2 separate regions of the Gossypium hirsutum genome follow, and region 2 is linked to region 1. The links are chromatin contacts, called in public Hi-C maps. All regions are on one chromosome and are shown on one strand. The core of a region is the stretch at or near the end of the contact, and the rest is flanking DNA. Distances in the headings are between cores, read along the strand shown. Region 1 holds the start of LOC107895249 (protein SAWADEE HOMEODOMAIN HOMOLOG 2). Region 2 has its middle 14 kb from the start of LOC107895241.

Evidence for each region. Hi-C and Micro-C count contacts between places; a contact is called where the count stands out from the background.
Region 2: a Hi-C map of leaf shows a contact between it and region 1, with 2.5 times the contacts expected there. The contact joins the enhancer-like site here to the promoter of LOC107895249 in region 1. A contact is called at or near these places in 2 of 34 Hi-C or Micro-C datasets (hypocotyl and leaf).

The regions. Positions count from the first base shown.
Region 1 is chrA13:97,300,413-97,304,508 of Gossypium_hirsutum_v2.1, reverse strand. LOC107895249 (protein SAWADEE HOMEODOMAIN HOMOLOG 2) reads left to right here and starts at 2,339. Exons shown (of 9, transcript XM_016820532.2): 1 at 2,339-2,830; 2 at 3,217-3,302; 3 at 3,407-3,452; 4 at 3,530-3,707; 5 at 3,805-3,877; 6 at 3,971-4,022. The coding sequence starts at 2,777. LOC107895248 (RNA exonuclease 4) reads left to right here. Exons shown (of 9, transcript XM_016820531.2): 5 at 299-407; 6 at 648-736; 7 at 826-890; 8 at 990-1,068; 9 at 1,634-2,078. The coding sequence ends at 1,792.
Region 2 is chrA13:97,443,293-97,447,388 of Gossypium_hirsutum_v2.1, reverse strand. No RefSeq gene overlaps it. Among protein-coding and RNA genes, the nearest start is that of LOC107895241, 14 kb to the left of the region's middle. Within about 2 kb of position 1,683, at least 8 of the 9 cell types and tissues checked have an H3K27ac peak or open chromatin away from gene starts, as enhancers often do. A contact at or near this core is called in hypocotyl and leaf, where this site is marked.

The DNA of each region.
Region 1 (4,096 bases), core at 1,090-3,589:
ATTTAGTTTGGAATTGTTACCTTTATAGTTTTAAGAACAGATAATATCTGATGCAGTGTAATGCTCTCATGTTAGGTTAATTGCATTTGTCATGTGTTGCCCTCGCACATTCTTTTATTTCAAGCTCTCATGTTTTGTCTTTTTTAATCAGTAAAATAAGATACAGTTTTAATTTATGCACAAGAAAAATTATATTTCATTTTGGGTTAATTTAAACATTTTCATTTAATGAGATTTTGAGTTTGATATATTATTCTTTTTAAGGTCATTGATTACTTAATATTTCAGTTAATGACAGGTAAATAAATGGAGAAATGTTATATATGATGAGTTTGTGCGGCCAGTAGAACGTGTTGTTGACTTCCGCACACATATTAGTGGCATTCGGCCCAGAGACTTGAGGAAAGGTTGGCTTTAATTTGCTTTGGTGGTTACCTGAATTCTCTGAAACTGGAGCATCATATCCTTAAAAAGGCTATTGGCTTATATATATATTGCATATGCAAAGTATATGCGTTTTTGTATAATTCTTACATGATAAAAACCAATTTTAGTTTGAAAACATTTGCCATTCCATTGTTCAAGAAGGTTTGACTGCTTTGGAGAAGAAATTTTGGCCTAATGCAATTTTTTTTTTGTCTCTGCAGCAAAGGATTTTAGGGTTGTTCAGAAGAAAGTGGCAGAGTTGATTAAGGGAAGAATTCTTGTCGGTCATGCGTTGCACAATGACCTTAAGGTTTTCTTTATTTGCTTTGTTGTTTTGTTGTTTGTATGGAAGTAGAAAACTGGCACTGAGATTTTGATTTGACTGCTTATTTTCTACAGGCCTTACTACTAACGCATCCTAAGAAGGACCTGAGGGACACCTCAGAGTTTCAACCGTTTTTAAAGTATTAGTCTTTCATCTCTTAGCTATTATTGCCTGGACAATTGAGTGTGTTAAACAGCTCCTATGGTGCCTCAGATAACAATGATTGTTGTTGCAACAGGGAAGGACGCAGAAAGGCACTTCGGCATCTTGCAGCAGAGGTTCTAGGTGTTGAGATCCAGAATGGCGAACACTGCCCTGTAAGTAAAATGTTCATTAGATACTTGTTCTCCAAACTGTTAGCAAACATGAAATAATTACATTGAAACTACAGAAAAAGACTTGGTTGATTGATCTGATATGCTCTAAACTTGTCTATTAGAAGGTTGTTGACATTACTAATCTGAATCTGAGATGCTCAAAGTCACAGGCTTGTCACTAGAGTGGTAATTTTGTTCATTTTAAACATTTTCATTCTTGAAGGCCAATGCGCGACAATAAGGTGACACAATTGTGTTATGTCATCTGTTATTCATTACAAGGGAAGGTAGTTTTCTTTGGAAGAATACTTGGGGCTGGAAAGTTCCTTCTCAAGTGTTTCTTCACTGCTGGTCTGCCAAGCTCTCAAAAGATCCTTATTGTGTAGAACTTAATTAGAAAGGGTTGTTTTGTAATTATCAAGGGAATTATGGTCTTTTTCTGAAACATATTCGAGTTGGTTTAGCTCAAATGTGTTTAGGGGCAAACTTTGAGACAGCTTTCCCTATTTTTGCTCTAAACCAACAATGCAACGTTTTCAAACTAACATGTATTGTCATTCGTCAGGTAGACGATGCTCGTGCTGCAATGCTTCTTTACTCAAAACACCGGAAGGAATGGGAAAGAAGCGTTAAGGATCAATTAAGGCTCAAAGAAAAGCAGAAGAAACGCAAGCAGAGAAAGAAACCAAAGGCTGATATCAACCATTCTCTGATTGCATCTTAATGGTGACAAGTCGCATAATTGTCGAAAATGAAGTTCCAAAATCTTCAGCAGGATCACCTTCATGGAGAGTGATTTACAGAATCCTTACCATAAATCTGGACTGCAAGAAACAAATGATGCAGCATCAAACGGTGATCAGAGAACAAAAGGCCGACCTCTTCATCTGTAGTTAAACTTAGTATGATGGAAAAAAAAACTTGGTTATGTATCCCATTCAATGAAATATTACAATCACTAGTTTTTACCATTTACTTTCTGAAAATGAATTTATAACTTTATTCATAAATTTTGCATTACAATGTCTACATTGACTTTTCTATGTATCAAAATTTTACTAAGTGATTAGCACTTGGAATTTGATAATCAAATCCAATTTGCAAGTATAAGTTGATAGGATGCATAAAGCCAGAGCGGAAAAGGAGAAGATAAATTATATTAAGTCAATTGTTTGAAAACATCACTCGCTTTGATTTTCTTTTAAGACCTTTGAGATTTTATTAGGAGCCTTATAAAAAACTTGCGAACACGTTAGCTAAAGTTCAGCAAATTGATTTGCAACCAAATTGTGTTTTTTAGGTATATATCTGATATGCCGTTGGTTTTCAGCCCTTAGACATCGCCGAGCACTCCAATATCATTAGTAAAATGGAAAAGAAAATGAAAATCTTTCTCTTTTTAAGACAAAGGTAAAAAAGGAGACCGAAAAATCACGGGATTCACTCGCATTGGCGACTGAATTAGGGTCGAAACTACCCCCATCCCAAACAAATTTGCTTTCTCTTTTTTATTTTCTATTGTCCATAGTTCTATCAGAAATTCTAAACCTTTGATAAGACAAAATCTGGTCCCTCTCCAGAATAATCATAAAAAAAAAAAATTGCACTTACTATACTTCAATACCCAAAAGCATATCAAGTTTATATTTTTCTAGAAAGAAGAAAAAAAAAGGGAAAAAAGCCCGCGCGACCAAGAGTGTTGGAATAGATGGGTCGGCATCCGAGTAGTGGCGGCCCTGCCTTTCGTTTCACCCAAACTGAGGTACCCTTTTTCTTTTCAAGAGAAATTAGTTATATTGCTTATAGTGTTGTTTCATAGTAATGGTTTCGATTTTTAGTTTGAAATCTCAAATGGGTCAGTGGGATTGCATGCTTTAGTCAACTAATTTCTGGGTTTTTTTTATTTGAAAATTTCTGCTAATGATTGCTTTGATTGGTTGAGTTTTTTGTGTGATAGATTGTTTAGCATTTAGTCTATTTTGTTAATGGTAGTGTTAGTAATCCAATTTTAATATTTTTGGTAAATAAACGTAGTTGTAAGTGCATAGGCTTTGTTTCAAGATTTTTCTTTCGTAAGTTCTAGTGTAGTATAGTTTTTTTCGTTTATTTCTTTAAACAATGAATTTGTAACATAATCTCTGCATTAAGGTGGCGGAGATGGAGACTATTCTCCAGGAGCACCATAATCAGATGCCTGTTCGAGAGATCCTTATGAGTCTTGCAGATAAGTTCAGGTATGCATTAGTATCCTCAACAACATTGTGTTGCATGATGTATAGTTCTTTTTTTTTTTTTTTTCTCTTATAAGAAACTGTAAGCAAATTTGCTTTGGATGTAGTGAGTCGGCAGAACGGAAAGGGAAGATCGTTGTGCAGTTTAAGCAAGTAAGAAGTTGGATTTTATTTTTTTGTTAAGGAGGAAATATTTTCAACCGATTACACTTGGAAAACTTCTTGTGTAGATATGGAACTGGTTCCAGAATAGGCGCTATGCGATAAGGGCAAAATCAAATAAGGTTCCTGGGAAGCTAAATATTACATCTATGCCTCGGGATGATTCCAATCCCATGAGAAATGTGCCACAGCCTGTTGCAGCTCCCGTGCCTCCTCATATGACTGCTCCAATGCCTGCTTCTACAGGTAGAATAATTTCTGACTGTCTTTAGAGTTCTTTTTCCCTTTCAAGTCTTCCGTATCATCGCACTTCAGATTTATAGTCCTCATTTGCTGCTCTCAGTTCCAGGTGCAGGAAGGAATTTGTCAGAATCTTATATGGAGTTTGAAGCTAAATCTTCAAGGGATGGTGCATGGTAAGTTTGTTCATCTTTGTCTATTTAAAATTTGTTTCACTGATAAACAAATATTTGCAGTCAACCCAATCCTCTTAAATCTCCTGTTTTCAGGTATGATGTTGCGACTTTTCTGGCCCATAGATATTTGGATGCAGGTGATCCGGTAATTTTTTAGTCCACTATCACTGCATATGCCGGTGCAAGTGCTGTACTTATGATTCACTGTTGCCTGAGTTC
Region 2 (4,096 bases), core at 434-2,933, 140 kb before region 1:
CACTAATAGCCATCCAAGGAAATGATATCGAAGGAATAGACGATTTCAAAGTATCCCAAAGGAACTTACGCTTCTGTCTATCAGGGCTACCATAAACAAAAACTATGAAAACAGACTTTGATGGAATGTTACTTAAAACCCGAATCAGAATAAATTGTGGATGATTCCGAACCACCTTGATTGGAATCGAATCCTTTCAACCAATCCAAATACCCCTAGAATATCCAACACTTCTATGCTATGGGAACACTGAAATCCCAACTTAGCAACATTTGCATCTACTTTGGTGCCACTAGCTCTCAGTTCAAGTAGACTAACAATGTTTGGTTTATACTCCAAATTATATTCTCGTAAAATATAGGAAAATTTAAAGCTAGCACATCCATGGTAGTTTCAAGAAAAAATAGATAAATTCATATTTATAGTAGATAGAGAAAAAGAAACAACTTTTATTGCCCGAACACTTCCGTGACTTCCAACTGTTCTTCTGTCTTATTCAGGTTTCCCTTACTAGCTTTAATTTCAAGTTGAGAGGAAATAAGCTCAACTAAGGAATTTATTGAATCATATAAAGGAACTCGAGAGCTTCTGGTCGTATTAAACCGACTCCCTTGACCTTTGTTAATTTTCTTCCCACCCTATCGAAACCATTCTTCTTACTAGCACTTTGCCCTTTAACACTAGAATTGTCATTACCTAAAGCGAACCACTTTCCTCCCTCACTGTGCATACATAATTTCGGGAAAAGTTTTCCTTAAAAGTGACTGATGAATGCTTCTCGGGATCCAAACTACCGTCACTCATCAGAATTCCAAACTCCATCAGTCTTTCGAATGTCAGGTTAAAATGGGATGTGGTTGCACATTGGGTTTCAACACCCATGATTGTTCCAACTATAGTAGCAGCTTCATTGGAAGAGACAACAGGTAATAGTGCAGCTTCAGAAACAAGACTAGATTGATCCATATGCACTTGGGCCTCCATAGCCTGACCTAACAAATCTGAGCCCATGTAGCCTTGGACAAAATAGACAAACTCGCCTTTATTGCTACCTTCAGCGCATTTTTTTTAGGCCAGGCCATTTCCTTGCACCAGCTGCCTGTTCGCCTTTCAATTTTTTTAGCCTCCTCTAATTCTAATATGCTTTCTACTATAGTCGCTTCCTCACTTGTACCCATAACCCCAGACCACTTTCCTTAGGCTATGTTATTATTTTGCCCAATTTTCTCCCTCAATAACCCATGATCTATTCTTCCATTAATAATTAAATCATCTTGGATTTCACCGCCCATAATTTCTTTCCTTTTATTACGGGATCCCAATAATTTCTTAGAAATTAAAACATTATAACCCTCTTTTGGGAAACTAAAACATTTCTTATCTAAATCCATCAGCGCACTAAATCGGGATCTACCAGTTTTTCTTGCATGGTTTTCCAATCCCATCTTTTGGGAAATTGGATTTTCTCTCAACCAACATCCAAGGCCCATAATCCCTACTTGCTTCCACCATGCTTAGCTTCCACCCTCAGTGTATCGGATGGTAAATTATTAACCTATGAATGCGACATAACTCCATCAGCCTTTGGGCAAAATTCCTTCACGTGTCCATACCGCCCACAAGAAAAGTAAATTATCGATAAGGACTCATACTTTACACGTTGTGGGATGCCATTGATCAAGACCTGAGAGATCAACGGTTTATCCAACTAAATGTATACTGCCATACGGGCAAAGTGACCCCTCGCTCTATTATCCATATTAAAATCCAATTTGGCAACCTTCCCCACCATTTATCCTATCTCCCAAAGAACCTTTCTCTTACACATGTATCCCGATAGGCCTAGTAATTTAATCCAACACATCAAAATGCTAGGGTAAGGTTGCACAGGATTAAAATCCATAGTCTAAGGTTGCACCGTCAGATATTGTCCATAGATGACCTAGGCACTTTGAGAAAGGATGTTTTCGGAATCTTCTTTACTTTGAAATTTCGCCAGAAAATATTCATTCTCAATGTCCATCAGCTGCAATGGCAAAGAAGGCCTCCAAAGGTTGTAAACCCTATTTTGTAGAGTTGCATACCCTATGTTTTGCCCAGGAATTTTAGCACCATCGTAGTAGACATGTCTTTAATGAGAAGTTGGTGTACCCTTTTCGAAAATTCAATTGACGGAATGCCATTAACAGTCAACCTCTTGATATCCCCTTCGTAAAAATCAAAATCGTCATCCACATCCAATTTTGTATTTCCTGCCACCATTTTCGAATCAGTAAGGCCTTTTCCCATTAGCCTCTCTTTCCAAAATAAAGTTGGTTTAGGAGTCAAATCCATATCGACTACTACGTCTAGATCTGTATTCTTATCCTTAAAACGCACCTTCTTAGTGATTTGGTCTTCAGTAGCACAAGCTTCATCATCATCACCCTCTTGAAATTGTTTTTTAAAGGTTGGTTGTACCTCACCTTTTTAAATTGTGATTCAAAATTTAAAATAGTTATTAAATTTCAAAATTTTTTATTCAATTTCTATTTGAATAGTACAGAGTTTATTATGGTAATAATTACACACTTGTAATTACAAAGAATTATAATTTTCTAGAGTGTTTGGTTGTCATAGTGTAATTATATTATAATTTTTTATGTTATGGTTGGTAATACAATTTATAATTACACAATTACATAATTTATATTTTTTTTAAAAATATTAATTGCCATAAAAAAATATTAGTATGATAAAAATAATTTTTAAATAAGTACCAAAAATTAAAATTAAATTATGATATATATTATGTTAGTCAAAAAAAGTAATTGATAATATGATTACTAATAAAAATAGCAAGAAAAATAAACATCATATACAATTTTATCTAATTGTTCTAGTGCATATTTTTTTGGGTTATTCCCTCCTTAATATTAAACATATACTCTTTATCATCTATTGGTCATTGATCAAATTCATCATCATCTGAATTTGAATCAGCATCATTAAGATTATTAAAATTTCATTCTTCCATATACTCTACGAAATATGGATCATCTCAATTCCACCTATAACCGAAGCTATGAAATATGCAACATGTTAGCACGATCCAATTTTGGTTTTTATGCTACATTAAGGCAATATTGTTAATATGAGAATATTTTTTTAAAACAACAAATATCTTCTTCACCACATTTCAAAGCCTTGAATGTTTTAAATTAAAGAGTTACCGAGATATCTATTGTGCATGTGTCTGACACCATTCTTTCAAATGGTATCATACCCCATGCTATGGTGTAAAAATATGAAATTTATTTGCATAATTAGCATTAACCTTATAATATTAAGGTTCATAGTCAAATAGTACGCAGCTTTAATTATAAATACTTATATAAACTTAATTTAAAAAAAGACTTATACTAAATTATAACCTTTTTATAAGACGTAAATTAAGTAAATAATAATATAAAATTTAAAATATATAACATTATAAAACAACGGTTTCTAAATGGTCTAAAACTTTCATAACACTTCTTGTAAATAATATAATTTTATCTTTTTTTATAAATAAGTTATGATAAAAAAAACCTATAAAATTTTTTTACTGAAAAAGTATATTATTTTTATAATAATATATTAAACACTTTTATAACATGTAAATTATTTTTTATAATAAATATTTTGGCCATAACTTTAGAATTTTTAGGACTTAAAAAATACAATTTTTTTATATCTTTATAAAATATACAAATTATTTTTATAATATATTTTTTAAAGATTTATAATATAAGAATGTTTTTCCATAACCATCCCACACTCTCATATATGTTTATGCTTATAATCATAAAAATATTTTTTTTTTAAAAATTAGATTTGGGTGGAATTACCTATGTAATTACTTTGATTTTCTCTTCTTTAAGAATTAGAAACTGTAATTAGGTGTACCAATTATACTCAATTAAGTGGGATCAATTAATTACAATGATTACTCAAATATGTCACCATTTTGTAATTACAAATAATTTATTTTTAAAACCCTATTTCAATGATAAAAGTACTAGCATTTTATAAAATAGGCCTTTTCATCAACTCATTAACTTGATGATGGATGATA